Regions from separate parts of the Sus scrofa genome. Here region 1 is linked to region 2. The links are chromatin contacts, called in public Hi-C maps. All regions are on one chromosome and are shown on one strand. The core of a region is the stretch at or near the end of the contact, and the rest is flanking DNA. Distances in the headings are between cores, read along the strand shown. Region 1 has its middle 120 kb from the start of CEP57. Region 2 has its middle 54 kb from the start of ENDOD1.

Region 1 (7,334 bases), core at 4,605-7,104, 500 kb before region 2:
CAACACTCACCGCTGAGATTCAAACACTTATCTGAGTCCTGGGCTTTGTCTGTGCTTTACTCATGTGGGACGCTGAGGCCACATGTGCCTCTCTGGCAGCAATTGCACAGGCCACGTCCTCTTGGCAAGGTCTTGCCTTCTGCAGTGCAGAAAAGAGAAGGAGGCAAAGCATGTTTCCTAAGGCTTCTTTATGGCCTGGCCCATGGTGTTTAGCTGTAGGGTTCTGCCAACAGAAAGTATCAGTGGAAAACGCATGAAACTGCAAAAAATCCTGTCACCTCTTGCCCCTTGCCAGAAACTCTTGAAGAATAATGACATGAAAAATATTTCCAGTTTAGAATTCTCCTCACTTTTTACCAGAACTCCGCCGAGAAGAAGTTTCCTGACCTTCTTACTTCTTCCTGACACAGGGTGGAGGTAGAGATGTGCAGTAAAATCAAACACAGAGGAATTAGGAGGCCTGGATTCTAGTCCTAGCTTGCTGATAATAGTTATATAATCTGGAGCAAGTAACTTTGGCTGCCATCACCTCACTGTCTAACGAGAGATTGTTCTATGAGAACCAGCACCAATATTCAGTGGTGTAAGAGCTGTGAGTTTAAATGACCTCATCCAATAGGAAGGCTGCCCAGGTAAAAGGGATTTGAGCACAGCTGAATGACTTGTACAAAAACACAAAAGAGGGGAAGGTAATAACGCCATTTCTTCCCTTTGTTCCTTTCCATGGAAATGCCTAAGAATTGTTTTTCTGATTTTATCTTATGCCTTGTGTGGTTTGAGACCAATGATCTAATTATTATTATTATTTTACTGACTAAACCCTTATTAATTGGCTTTGTCTTTTTCAAAAATTAAAATGTTGATTTACAGTGTTGTGCCAATTTCTGCTGTACAGCATAGTGACCCAGTCATGTGTGTGTGTGTGTGTGTGTGTGTGTGTGTGTGTGTATACATGTATATATACACATATACATATTCTTTTTCTCATACTGTCAATGGTATAGTTATTAAAGAATAAAGCTAAGGGATATGGTAAGAGGAGAGAGTGCATTTTTGGGAGATGGCAAGGAAACCTTTTACTCTGGATGTTTAATATAGATTTTTTATTATTTATTTTGTCTTTTTTACCTTTTTTTTTTTTAGGGCTGCACCTGCGGCACATGGAGGCTCCCAGGCCAGGGATCTAATGGAGCTATAGCCGTCGGCCTATGCCACAGCCACAGCAACACTAGATCCGAGCTGTGTCTGTGGCCTACACCACAACTCATGGCCATGCCAGATCCTTAACCCACTGAGCGGGCCAGGGATCAAACCCAAAACCTCATGGTTCCTAGTCGGATTCGTTTCTGCTGCGCCACAAGGGGAACTCCTTAATAGAGATTTTTTAAAATACAAGTAAGGTAGGAATTGAACGTTAAGGGGATATACATTTGTCACTGTAACATTTCTTTGGAAAAACTCCATCTTGATCATGGTAATTAGAGAAATGTAAGAGTAATTGCAAACATAGTACCGAAATGAAGATATCTAGCCCATCTTTGGCCCACATATCTTTTAGCCACAGAAGAGCTGCCTTTTTGTCATTTGTCTTTGTTACAGAAGTAGGTGTGAAAATGTTAACTTTAGAATCTGATCTGGTTATTTATCACTGATAGAACTTACTAGCCCGTTCTCCTCTTTCTTTTCACATTTACAATACAAGAATCCCTGTGTTAATAAATACTTTTATTTGCAAGTGACAATAACTCCAATAGTAAGTGAATGGTCTTCAGCAGAAAATTGGAATATAACAGTTCTCATAACCAAATTGTGTGGCGGCCATTGCCAAGCTCACTTTGAGGTGTCTTGAGCTAGAATTCAAATGCTTTCAGAATTTCCTTGATTTTTCTCTTGGCTTTTTCTTTTCTTTTCTTTTTTTCTGTACCCATGGCATATAGAAGTTCCTGGGCCAGAGATCGAATCTGAGCTGCAGCTGTGACCTTTGCCACAGCTGTGGCAATTCCAGACTGTTAGTCCACTGCACTGGGCCAGTGATCGAACTCATGCTTCAGCAGCTACCTGAGCTACTGCAAAGGCAATGCTTAATCTTTAACCTGCTGTGCCACAGTGGGAACTCTTGGCTTTATTCTTTTGGGTACTTGATTGCTCAGTTTCAGTCTCATATTCATTGAATCTTTTTTTTTTTTTGTGGGAAAGCTGGATTTTACTCTATTTTTATTTTTTTATTTTCCTAATACACTTTCTTTTTCTACTGTACAGCATGGTGACCCAGTTACACATACATGTATACATTCTTTTTTTCTCACATTATCATGCTCCAACATAAGTGACTAGACATAGTTCCCAGTGCTACACAGCAGGATCTCATAGCTAATCTATTCCAAAGGCAATAGTCTGAATCTATTAACCCTAAGCTCCCAAGACATCCCACTCCCTCCCCCTTGCCAACTACAAGTCTATTCTCCAGGTCCATGATTTTGTTTTCTGTGGAAAGGTTCATTTGTGCTATATATTAGATTCCAGATATAAGTGATAACATATGGTATTTGTCTTTCTCTTTCTAACTTACTTCACTCAGTAGGAGAGTCTCTAGTTCCATCCATGTTGCTGCAAATGGTAGCATTTTGTTCTTTTTTATGGCTGAGTCGTATTCCATTTTTTATATATACCACATTTTCTAATCCAATCATCTGTTGATGGACATTTGGGTTGTTTCCATGTTTTGGCTATTGTGAATAGTTCTCCATAGTGGTTGGGAATGTAAGATGGTACATTGAGTCTTTTAAGCAGAGAGAAATGATCCCCAAAGCTTCTCTCTAGAAGTAAAAAGAAAGCTTCTTTCTCCCAACAATAATTTAAAAAATTATGGCAAAATGTTCTGATTGGTTTGTTTTAGATCTTATGCTCATCAGCAGGATAAGTGGATGCTGCATGTAAATTTCCCTATTCTATTAGAATTTCAGCCAATGTCTGAGTTTCTTATCATCTCATATTACCCAGCACCCTAGGATTTTCCTATATCTCCCTCTTACCTAGTTGTTCTCCCCAAAATGTTTTATGCATATATATTATTATACATATTTCATTTCATTATAATTATTTACTTATATAGTTTCTCACTATGAATTCTTCCAGGTTAAGATCTAAATTTTGGAGTTCCCGTCGTGGTGCAGTGGTTTAACGAATCCGACTAGGAACCATGAGGTTGCGGGTTCGGTCCCTGCCCTTGCTCAGTGGGTTAACGATCCGGCGTTGCCGTGAGCTGTGGTGTAGGTTGCAGACGCGGCTCGGATCCCGCGTTGCTGTGGCTCTGGCGTAGGCCGGTGGCTACAGCTCCGATTCAACCTCCTAGCCTGGGAACCTCCATATGCCGCGGGAGCGTCCCAAGAAATAGCAACAACAGCAACAACAAAAAAGACAAAAGACAAAAAAAAAAAAAAAAAAAAAGAAGATCTAAATTTTGTTCAAATGTGTTTTTCATAGCATCTAAAATGATATCTGAAACTTAAAACAGATCTTAATAAGTGTTCTTCGATAAATGAATGGGTGAATGGATGAAAGTGTAGGGTATTTGGAATAAGTTTTTACATTCAATTAAAAAAATAAGTTAACTCACCAATCAAAAGGCAGAGACTTATGAATGGATATGTTTTTTTTTTTTTTGGTCTTTTGTCTTTTCAGGGCCGCACCCATGGCACATGCAGGTTCCCAGGCTAAGGGTCTAATTGGAACTACAGCTGCTGGCCTATGCTAGAGCCACAGCAACACCAGATCCAAGCCACGTCTGTGACCTACACCATAGCTCATGGCAACGCCACATCTTTAACCCACTAAATGAGGCCAGGGATCAAACCCGCAATCTCATAGTTCCTAGTCAGATTTGTTTCTGCTGTGCCACGGCAGGAACTCCTTATGAATGGATTTTTCAAATGACCTAACTATATGCTGTCTACAAGAGACTCACTTTAGAGCCAAAGGTACAAACAGGTTGAAAGTGAAAGAATGAAAAAGTCACTTCATGAAAATAGTAACCAAAAGACAGCTTGAGTGGCTATGCTAATTAGACAAACTAGACTCCAAAAAATTGCTATAAGAAATGGAAAAAAGTCATTATATACTGATAAAAGAGTCAGTTGAGGAGGGTGATATAATTTGTACATATACATTTCTGTACCAAACAGTAGAGCCCCAAAATATAGGGAGCAAACATCAATAGAATTGAAGGGAGAAAGAGTTCTACAATAATAGTTGGATATTTTAATACCTTGCATTTGACAATGGATAGAACATTCAGGCAGAAGATCAATAAAGAAAGGATTGTAAAACTTTTAAGTGAAAATATATTAGTAAGTCTATATGACCTTGGATTTGGCAATGGAGTCTTAGATATGGCACCAAAAGCATCCAAAAAAGATAAATTTGACTTTATCAAAACAAAATTTTGCACATTAAAGGACATTATCAAGAAAATGAAAAGATAATCTACAAAATGGGAGAAAATATTTCCAAATAATATATCTGCTAAGGACTTATGATCTAGGATACATAAACAACCCTTACAACTCAGTGACAAAAAGACAAAAAACACTTTATATATGAGCAAAATATAAGAATAGGGTATTTTTCCCAAGGAAGATATATAAATGGTTAACAAATATGTGAAAATATGCTCAACATATTCATTAGGGATATGCAAATAAAAACTACAATGTCTTACCACTCCACACCCACTTGGATGGCTATAAAAAAATAGAAGATCACAGGTATTGGTGAGGTCGTGGAGAAATAGGCATCCTCATACATTGCTGATGGGAATGTAAAATGGTTCAATCACTGTGAAAAATAGTTTTGCAATTTCTCAAAAAGTTAAACATAGACCCAACAATTCCACACTTAGGTATATAACCAAAATAATTGAAAGCGGGTACTCAAATAAATACTTGTACGTGAATGTTCATAACAGCCCTATTCACAAGAGCCAAAAGGTGGAATAACCCAAATGTTAATCAGTGGATGAATGGAAAGCAAATTGTGGTTTATACATACAATGGAATATTATTTGGCCATAAAAAGAATGAAGTATTGATACCTGCTAGAATGAGATTAATCTTGAAAACATTATGCTCAGTGAAAGAATCCGGACCCAAAAGGTTACATATCATATTGTGTGTTTCCATTTATGTGAAATATCTAGAAAAGCTAAATTCATAGAAACAGAAAGCAGACTGGTGGTTGCCTGGTGCTAGAGGAAGGGAGGATTGGGGAGTAATAGCTTAATGGGTACAAGGCTTTATTTTGGTGTGATAAAAATGTTTTGGAACTAAGTAGAGGTAGTGTTTACACAACATTGAGAATGCATTAAATGCCACTGAATTGTTCATTTAAAAACGATTCACCTTATATTATGTGAATTTCATCTAAGGAAAAAACTGGTAAGAAATGAACATGTCTTCACAGAGACAGTTCTTTATTACAGCAAATCTTCTCATATATTTTAAAATCCCTCCCATGTAGAATTTCAGGAATTCAGATGTTGAAACTCTTACATTGAAAGTTGGCAGCACTCCACATCCAAAAGAATCTCAGACTTGATCAAGAACATGCTGATTCTTTGACATGTACATACCTGCTCATCAAATGTGTCTATCATTTACAACACCTATTTCAATACTCAAACCTGAGGCTTTTCAATCCCGTCACTCCCATTGGTCTGACCTCGGTTCCCTTTATTTTTTGTCCTTCTTTTCCCTTTAGTATTGTTTTTTCTTCTTCCTCCTCTGGAAAGTTGTGGTCTGTAAGACTGAAGAAGAAGAAGAAAAAAAAAAGACCTCTGATGATGAGCCAGAAAATAGTCTAGGTGGGAAAGACTGCATATAAAGGAAGGGAATTGGAACCGGAGAGCCCATGGAACAGTGTACAACACTTGACATTGAAGAAGAACAGAGTTGTTGTCCTGAGTGTGTACAAAGCTCTACTAAGCAATACCCATGCTAATTTATTTAGTCTAAGAGTTTCTTATTTCCATTTAATTTCACAGTGAATTTTCAATATGACCAAAATATCCTACTCTCATCTTGGGAACAGTCTGTCCAAAGCACAACCAGCTTGGTCACATACTCTGTTCACCCCCTTACTCTGATCCCTTAGTGTGTTTAAACCATAAAGGCACTTTCCTTTGTGAAGTTTTCAGTGACCACATCAACTGATCCCCAGCATCATGCAATGTTTAGACATATTTTTCTAAAAAATATTTTCTAATATTTTTCTCTCAACTTTCCATTTTCTTATTAAGTGCAATAAACTTGCCCAGAAAAGGCTTCCACCAAACCCTATCTTTGATTCTCTGGGGTTTCAGTGCAGTACACTGTGTTGCTCATGACATCATGGTCTCCATGGCAACACCCCAATGAGATTTTTCATGGTCAAAAGTAAAATAAATGCAGAGAAATTTCTATTCAATCTTAATAGACTTGGTTATTTATTATTGAGAGTGGAGAGAGTGGGAAGGATTGAATTGTATTACTTGAGGCTAACCATGGAAATTTCAAGTCAAACTTTTAAGAGTCTCAATCAGTAAACTCTGTTCTTCCAATTTCTTCCTCATCCTCTCCATAAAAGGTATGATAACAGACCTCTTCTGAGGCTTGCTTGAATAAGGTAGTCTGAATATCAACAAGTGAAAGAGGACTTGACCAAGAACATGGAAGAGGCCCAGCTGGCAAGACCTCAGGATTGAGACCCCTGTCATGGTAAACAGGTTTCTGACTGACTGTGCGATCTTCGGCTAGTCAATCAAACACTCTGTGCTAGTTTCCTCAGTTGCTGAAAGGAAGGCAGTACTTGTTTTGCTTTGCCTCTATAGGGTACAGTGTGAGGGTAAAACATCTGATTTTTGTGTGCCTCGGATTTTGTATTTTTGGACACCAACTAGCAAAAAATATACTAGCGTTATTTTTCATAATTAATTATAAGACAGACTTCAGCTTTAATGACTGATACACCTCTAATGCTTTCTAAGAAAATATGCCTCCTGATAAAGAAGGGGTTTAGACAGCCATATCCACGGCTATGTATAGCTTTGTAACTCTGCCCTGCCACAGCCTAGAAAATTCCATAATACAGGCCGATATGAAAAAAGGAGGTGAACAAATGGGGTGCTCTTTGAAATTTGCCCTGGAAAGTTATAAGAATTAGTATCCACAACTGAGAGCTGTAAATAGAGAATAGTCATGAGGAAGGACCAGGGCCAATGGAGACTGTGGAAGTTGCAAGAAAAAAGAGTAAGAATCGGAATACTGACAGAGTAGATGCTATAAAGTAGTAGATACCAGGAG
Region 2 (6,897 bases), core at 2,385-4,884:
GCAAGGGCAGCATGGAGGACTGGGCTTCACCAGTTAGTTGCCAAGAGATTTCTTAAGGCACAGCCTCACTGCCTCTCTGGAGCTCTGACTTCAATATTTCATTAGCTGGGTGACTTTGGCAGCCACCTCTGTGAATCTATTTTCTCATCTTTGAAATAGTTTTTGATATCCATAAATCACTTTGATAGGAATTCCCGTTGTGGCTCGGGGGTTAAGAGGCCAACATCGCGTCCCTGAGGATGTGGGTTTGATCCCTGGCCTCATTCAGTGGGTTAAGGATCAAGCATTGCCGCAAGCTGCAGTGTAGGTCACAGATGCAGCTCAGATCCAGTGTTGCTGGGGCTGTGGCACAGGCCAGCAGCTATAGATCTGATTTGAACCCTAGTCCAGGAACTATACCACAGGAGCAGCCATAAAAAGAAAAAAAAATCGCTGTGACAGTGATTATTGATGAGTCACTCACTCATATATGTGTTTATGAAGCAAACACCACATCAGATACAAAGACATGAAAAAAATAAAAAGCTTTCCTAAAGGCAATCGCAACCTCACAGTGGCCTAAGTCAAACACACAGGAAACTGTCCATTGTTGTGACAGAGGTATGAGAAGCATCACGGGGACTAAGTAGTGACTGTTTACCCTGCAGGCATAAGGAATTAATTGTGAAGATACTTTTAAGAAATATAAGCTGCAGGAGTTTCTACTGTGGCTCAGCAGGTTAAGGACCTGGCACCGTTTCTGTGAAGATTCAGGTTCGGTCCCCGACCTGGCTCACTGAGTTTAGGATCAGGTGGCAGATGCGGCTCGGATCTGGTGTTGCTGTGGTCATGGCCTAGGCCTGCAGCTTCAGCTGCAGCTGCAGCTGTGATTCAACCCCTGGCTTGGGAACTTCCATATGCCACAGGTGGGCCCGTAAAAGAAAGAAAGAAATATAAGCTGTAAATTCATATAAACCTGAGTTACACACAAGAGAAGAAAATCAGATGATCAAAACTGCATTTCTAAAGTACGCTGAGTGCCTACTGCTTGTAAGGCATTTTCACTTTCATTGCCTCGTTTAAATTTTCCTGACAACAACCTTATGAGGTGAGTCCCATGTTTATGGCCATTTTGTGTGATGCAAACAGGAGCCAGAGGTAAGCTTGTCCATTTAACAGATGCTCTCTGAGCAGGTCCTGTGGCTGAGCTGTGGGCCAGAGAGGATCATGGGAGCTGGAGCCAGGCAGGGAGAATAGGCTCCCTTTAGATGTGTGTGATGGTACCCCAGGCTCAGTGCTTAGACTCTTGAGTCCCACGCATCCCTCGGTGATCTTTCCAACCTCACAGCTTTCGGCACAGTCCTCCATTTCTTTTTTTTTTTTTTTTTTAGGGCCACACCTGCGGCCTATGGAGGTTCCCAGGCTAGGGGTCCAATCAGAGCTGTAGCTGCCGGCCTACGCCAGAGCCACAGCAATGCGGGATCCGAGCTGCATCTACAACCTACACCACAGCTCACGGCAACGCCGGATTCTTAACCCACTGAGCAAGGCCAGGGATCGGACCTGCAACCTCATGGTTCCTAGTCGGATTCGTTAACCACTGCGCCACGACGGGAACTCCCAGCCCTGCCTTTCTGTCTCCAGCTCAGCCCTCCCAACACACGAGTGTCTGCCTAGCCGACCTGTCCACTAGCTTTTCTAATAGACACTCCACACTGGATAGGTCCAAAATTCAGCTCTTCTCCACCATCTTCCAGTCTCATTCAGCAGCAACTCTATCTTTTTTCTCCTACTTTGAAAACCATATCCAGAATCGGAGCACTTCTCACCAGTTCCAGCACCACCCCTGGCCAGAGAGAACCTCCCTGGATCACCTCCGTGGCCCCGGTTTTGCTGTTATCTCCTATTCGCAGCCAAGTGTGATCCTTGTAAAGAGTCAGCACCCAGCTGTCTGGCAAAACCCAGGCCTGGCTCCCCATTTCTTTCACATTAAAGCCCATAAAATGTCTGCAAGGCTCTGTACAATCGGCCCCCTCCCAACAGACATGCTCTCGTTATTACATTTACTGCCTATTGTCTGACTACAAGCTCAGCAAGGGGTCATATATTGGCACGTAGAAATATGTCCTGAATGGATGAAACGACTACACTAGCATTTAATTGCATAGTGGGAAACGCTATGAACAAGATGTGCTGCTATAAGAAGAAATTCAGAGGCAGAGCCAGAAGCCCGCTGCATGCGGCTCCAAGCCCAGGGCTTGTGCCTCTAAGGAAAACGCTCAACCGAGTGCCTGACACAGAGCAGAGGCTGCCGCACGCTAACTGAAGTGCAAACTGAAGAGATCTCACAAAACAGGGAAAACCTCCCCTCAGCCTGTCTCAGAGGCTGCCCAGCCATCCTCCCCTCTCTCTGTCTCCCTGCAGGCGCCCATGCTTCCTTAAAAAGCAAACAGTTCTCAGGAGGAGGAATAAAAGGACAGCCACCCGGACAGAGCCAGCTCACACTGGCTGTGCTAGAGACACGATGCCCAGGGCCGCTCTTCCCTAGGACTTTCCGCAAGTGAGGGGGCGGCTTGGATCTTCCGGGGGACGCTAGATGAGCAAGGAACGACTGCAAACAGGGAAGACTTAGTCTCACCTCGCCAGTTGGGTGGAAAGAGGAGCGGATCCTAAAGGCGCCCGAGAACTTGGAATAAGGTTGCCCTCTGCCGGCGAACCTGTGAAATTGGCCGATAAGCCGATAGGCCAAGAACGGCTGGACTACACTGTAAGCGGCGTGCTTGCATCTGCGATGCGCCCCATCTCGCTAAAAAGGGGAGACGCAGGTCTAGGTAAGGGCGAGCCTTAGGAAGCTCATGTAAATATTTGATCACAGTGAGATGGGTTAACAGGCTGTCCGAGGCTGATGTCCCCATACCTTTGATTCCTTTAACTCCCCTGCTCTGAGCTCACAGAAGCTTTGCCTGCTCTGGCCTCCCCTTGGGGCCTGCCTGCAGGGAGGGGAGGCACCCACAGAGGCACTCACAGGCGCGGACCCCAGCTTCCCTTTCTTGGTGTCCATTAATAAATGACAATCCGCGTGGTTAGATTCGCCCAGCCTTTCCCAGGAGGGTCATCCGAGCGAGGCCGTCGGGGATGTGCGGGTTCCACACGCGGGGGCCCTGGGTAGGGTCGCGAGAGGGCGAGCGGGGCCCCGACCCCCTAAGCTGAGCGCTGCCCTCCCGCAGGCCACCTGACTTCCTGGACTGGGATCGGATCCCACCAGGGGGTTCAGAGAGTCCAAAGAGGCCCAGAGGGCAATGCAGAATTGGGGAGATGAGAGTGCAACTTTCTGGAAAGACACCAAGTCTTCCCTCTGACCCTCAAATTCTCCCAGCCCTTGGAAGGGGAGGAAGGACGCGATCCGGCCACCGGGAAGGAGCCTGGCAGTGCCCCTTGGCCTTTGCCTATTTCTTTGGGTTCATTCCGCCCCTCCCCACCCCTCACCCCCCGGCGCCGAGTGGCACAGAGATGCAGGGGCCGGGTGGGTGTCTAGGGTGGTGGGGGCAGCCGTGTTCGGACGCGCAGCTCCTCCCGCGCAGGCCGAACCCCAGACTGGAGCCTTCGCCGTCGGACTCGACCCGCTGCCCTCACGGGGAGCGCCATCTGGAGGCGGGCGCGGCAGACAGCGATAAAGGTGAAGAAAAGCTCCTTAAACCCTGGTCCTTTCCTCCTTAGAGCCTTGGAGGGGGTGCCCCCGAGCAGCGGACAACCCCCAAATAGAGAATTGAGGGCTACCGACCCAGCAGCCCTCTTCCTAGAAAAGTAGCTCCTTCCACCACCGCCCTCATGGGGCTTGGGGAGTGGCCAAAGGAGGCGCCGGGTTTCCTTGCCGATGGGAATCGTGTGCGTGCGTGTGTGTGTGTGTGTCTGTGTGTGTGTGTCCTCCGCAGCTGCACAATCGCCCGCTTTCGAGACCGAGCACCGCTCCATCTCCTTACACTAGCGTGGAGTGAGAGTGGGTTAAGTTTATCCCGGCTTCGGGCCCGGGAGTCATCGCATCTCTTCTCGGCGCGGGAAAAAGCAGGCTGCGTGGGACTGGGAAAGGCACGCAGTCGCCCAGAGCAAGGGGCGGTGCGGTCACCTGGCCGCCTCCCTGGGAACCTCGGGAACTGGGTCAGCCACCTCGCAAGGCGGGACAGACTGGATCCCTCCCAAGAAAGGGAGCGGCTTTCTCTCCGGCCCACCCCAAGGGAAAATAAACGGTCTCTGGCACTGTCCCGCATTCCTGATTTTTAACAAACTACTGCTGGAGGCTGGCCACTGTGTTTGCTCCTGGGGGTTGGAGGGGAGCAAACCCGCCCACACCCAGGCCTGCGGCGGAGCCAGCGCCCCCGCAGCGAGCTCTCCCGGAACAATGCCTCTTTGTAGCGCGCCCTCCCGGAGGATGCTGCCCTCATCCTGGCAGGGCCCGCCCCGCAGAGGACTCCGAGGACATCGCCAAGCCTCACTCTCCCTGAGAGCTCTTCCTCGGCCTGGGCAGAAAGCAAAGCAGCCTTCCTAAGCCTTCCCAGGGGTGGGCGGGAAGGGCGCTAACTTTTCCAGCGCTCTGGGTGTGTGTCAGCCTTGGGTTCCTCCCCGACAGCCTTATCCAGAGAATTATGACCTGCCCTTAGGTTATGTGCCTGGCCCTAAGACGGTAAAAGGCAGAGGGGAATCTCTAACTCAGCGCTGTTTAAGAGAAACTGTGTATACGTATATAATTTTTTTTTTCTTTCCATCGGCCAGGGTGGAGGGTCAATGCCATTTTGACATTGTCCCTGGCACTCGCTTGACTCAAGTTCTTCCATATGCCCCAATCAATAACATTTTCCCACCCCTCTCCTTCACTCATCTCCTTGGTTGCCTGGTAGCAGTGGTCACAGTGTCACGGGGGGGGGGGGGGGGGGGGGGGGGCCCTCTGCCTCCTCATGGGGTTCTGGGAGGACAGTGCCTTCTGTTGGCAGTTGCTTCCAGAATGGTCCTCTCCCCTCCTGCGGCTCAGCCTTCCCTCAACGCTCACACCCACCTCTCAGAGCACTGCCAGGACCCAGGAGCACCTGGGCTCTCCCAGCCACTCTGCACGAGGCCTGAGCCTCAGGGGTGCTGTGGATAAGGGCTACACCCACCTGCCTTTGAGGAACTATTTGGCAGCATCCACACAGGATAGAGCCGGTCCCAGACCAAGGATGACGGCCAAAGGCACAGGGCAGTGGGTGATGGCTCTGGGGTCGCTAAAGAACTACAGACCCACAGTAGAGACTGCATGGCTCCTTGGGTAAATACTAACATGGGGGTGCTGGTTATCTGGGGGGAGGCATAGGTGAGGTATCTGCACTGACAGCTCCATTCCTCACAAACTTCTTCTCCCAACACCGCCACCCCAACAAGGCTGCCTGCACTCTTCCTCTATTTGCACTGGCAATGGACCACTTCTTGCCGGATGCCTCAGTACACATGGAAAGCTTAATATATTTGAAGGAGGCTTGTATGCTATATGGATGCCAAGACACACGCACACACACAGACTGAACTCAATAAATACAAATAAAATGCCCTTCACTGGGCAACCGATCCATGCAAAATCTGCAACCTCTGATGGATCCCGACTGTGTGGATCGACCAAAAGGAAGGCCAGGGTAATAATATACCGACTTCATGGACCTCAGTAACATTTTTTTTTTCTTTTTGCCATTTCTTGGGCCAATTCCCTTGGCGTGTGGGGGTTCCCAGGCTAGGGGTCGAATAGGAGCTGTAACCACTGGCCTACGCCAGAGCCACAGCAACGCGGGATCCAAGCCGCGTCTGTGACCTGCACCACAGCTCAGGGCAATGCTGGATCGTCAACCCACTGAGCAAGGGCAGGGACCGAACCCGCAACCTCATGGTTCCTAGTCGGATTTGTTAACCACTGAGCCACGACAGGAACTCCTTGGACCTCAGTAACTTTGAGGCAGGATGGTCAAGTGAAACGTGTGTAGCCTCCCATCTGGCTCAGAATCCCAGTTCTGACACTCACTGTGTGACCTTGAACCACTTATTTAACCTGTCTGAGCTTCAGATTCATCTTCCACAAAAATAGACATAATAATTCTTTATCTTGGCAGGCTATTATGAAGAGTGAATGAAATAACATATTTTAAATTTCCTATAGTACACAAAGTATTCATTTCATTGTTGAAAATTCTATTAGAACTGAAGCCAAAAATGATTTCTGTGATCACAGGCTTAAATCCTCTGGAGACAGGCCATCAGAGGTCTTTGGGAGCCTCAAGCAGAATCTGCAGATATTTAGAAAGGACAAAGAGAAGGTAGAATGAAGCCTGGGGGTTCAGGGACTTATTCACTCTTGGTTCCCACTTTGGGTGCACAGGGCAGAAGCATGGTGTACTGGCAGCATGAGTATGTTTTGGCAGCTTTTTAAAAATTGCCCCCTTTAAAAAAATTGTCCCCTTTTTTCTTTTCTTTCCTCCTTTTTTCTGTCTTTTTGGGGCCACACCTGTGGCATAGGAAAGTTCCCCTGCTAGGGGTCAAATCAGAGTTGTAGCCGCCGGCCTACACCACAGCCACAGCAACACCAGGTCCAAGCCACATCTTCGACCTACACCACAGCTCATGGCAACGCCAGATCCTTAACCCACTGAGCAAGGCCAGGGATAGTATTTGCATCTTCATGGATACTAGTCGGGTTCTTAACCTACTGAGCCACAGCAGGAACTCCTGTCGCCTTTCTTGTAATAAATGTGTCCAACTCTAGTCTCCTCCCTTCCCTCTTTCCTTCACTCCTTTCTCCTTCTCTGTTTCTTTCCACATCCACGGGATTGCAGTTCGCCCTTCTGAATCTCACTTTCCTCCTCTGGAAAGCTTGCCAGAGTAATTCATGCAGTTGTAATAAGGATT

Evidence for each region. A called contact is a pair of places that touch in the nucleus more often than the background predicts.
Region 1: a Hi-C map of omental adipose tissue shows a contact between it and region 2, with 2.4 times the contacts expected there. The contact joins two enhancer-like sites. A contact is called at or near these places in 8 of 47 Hi-C or Micro-C datasets (embryonic fibroblasts, liver, mesenteric adipose tissue and 4 more) and 1 of 2 datasets of contacts at active chromatin or transcription factors (skeletal muscle).

The regions. Positions count from the first base shown.
Region 1 is chr9:27,685,666-27,692,999 of Sscrofa11.1, reverse strand. No RefSeq gene overlaps it. Among named protein-coding and RNA genes, the nearest start is that of CEP57, 120 kb to the left of the region's middle. Within about 2 kb of position 5,854, at least 1 of the 83 cell types and tissues checked has an H3K27ac peak or open chromatin away from gene starts, as enhancers often do. A contact at or near this core is called in omental adipose tissue, where this site is marked.
Region 2 is chr9:27,184,673-27,191,569 of Sscrofa11.1, reverse strand. No RefSeq gene overlaps it. Among named protein-coding and RNA genes, the nearest start is that of ENDOD1, 54 kb to the right of the region's middle. Within about 2 kb of position 3,634, at least 39 of the 83 cell types and tissues checked have an H3K27ac peak or open chromatin away from gene starts, as enhancers often do. A contact at or near this core is called in omental adipose tissue, where this site is marked.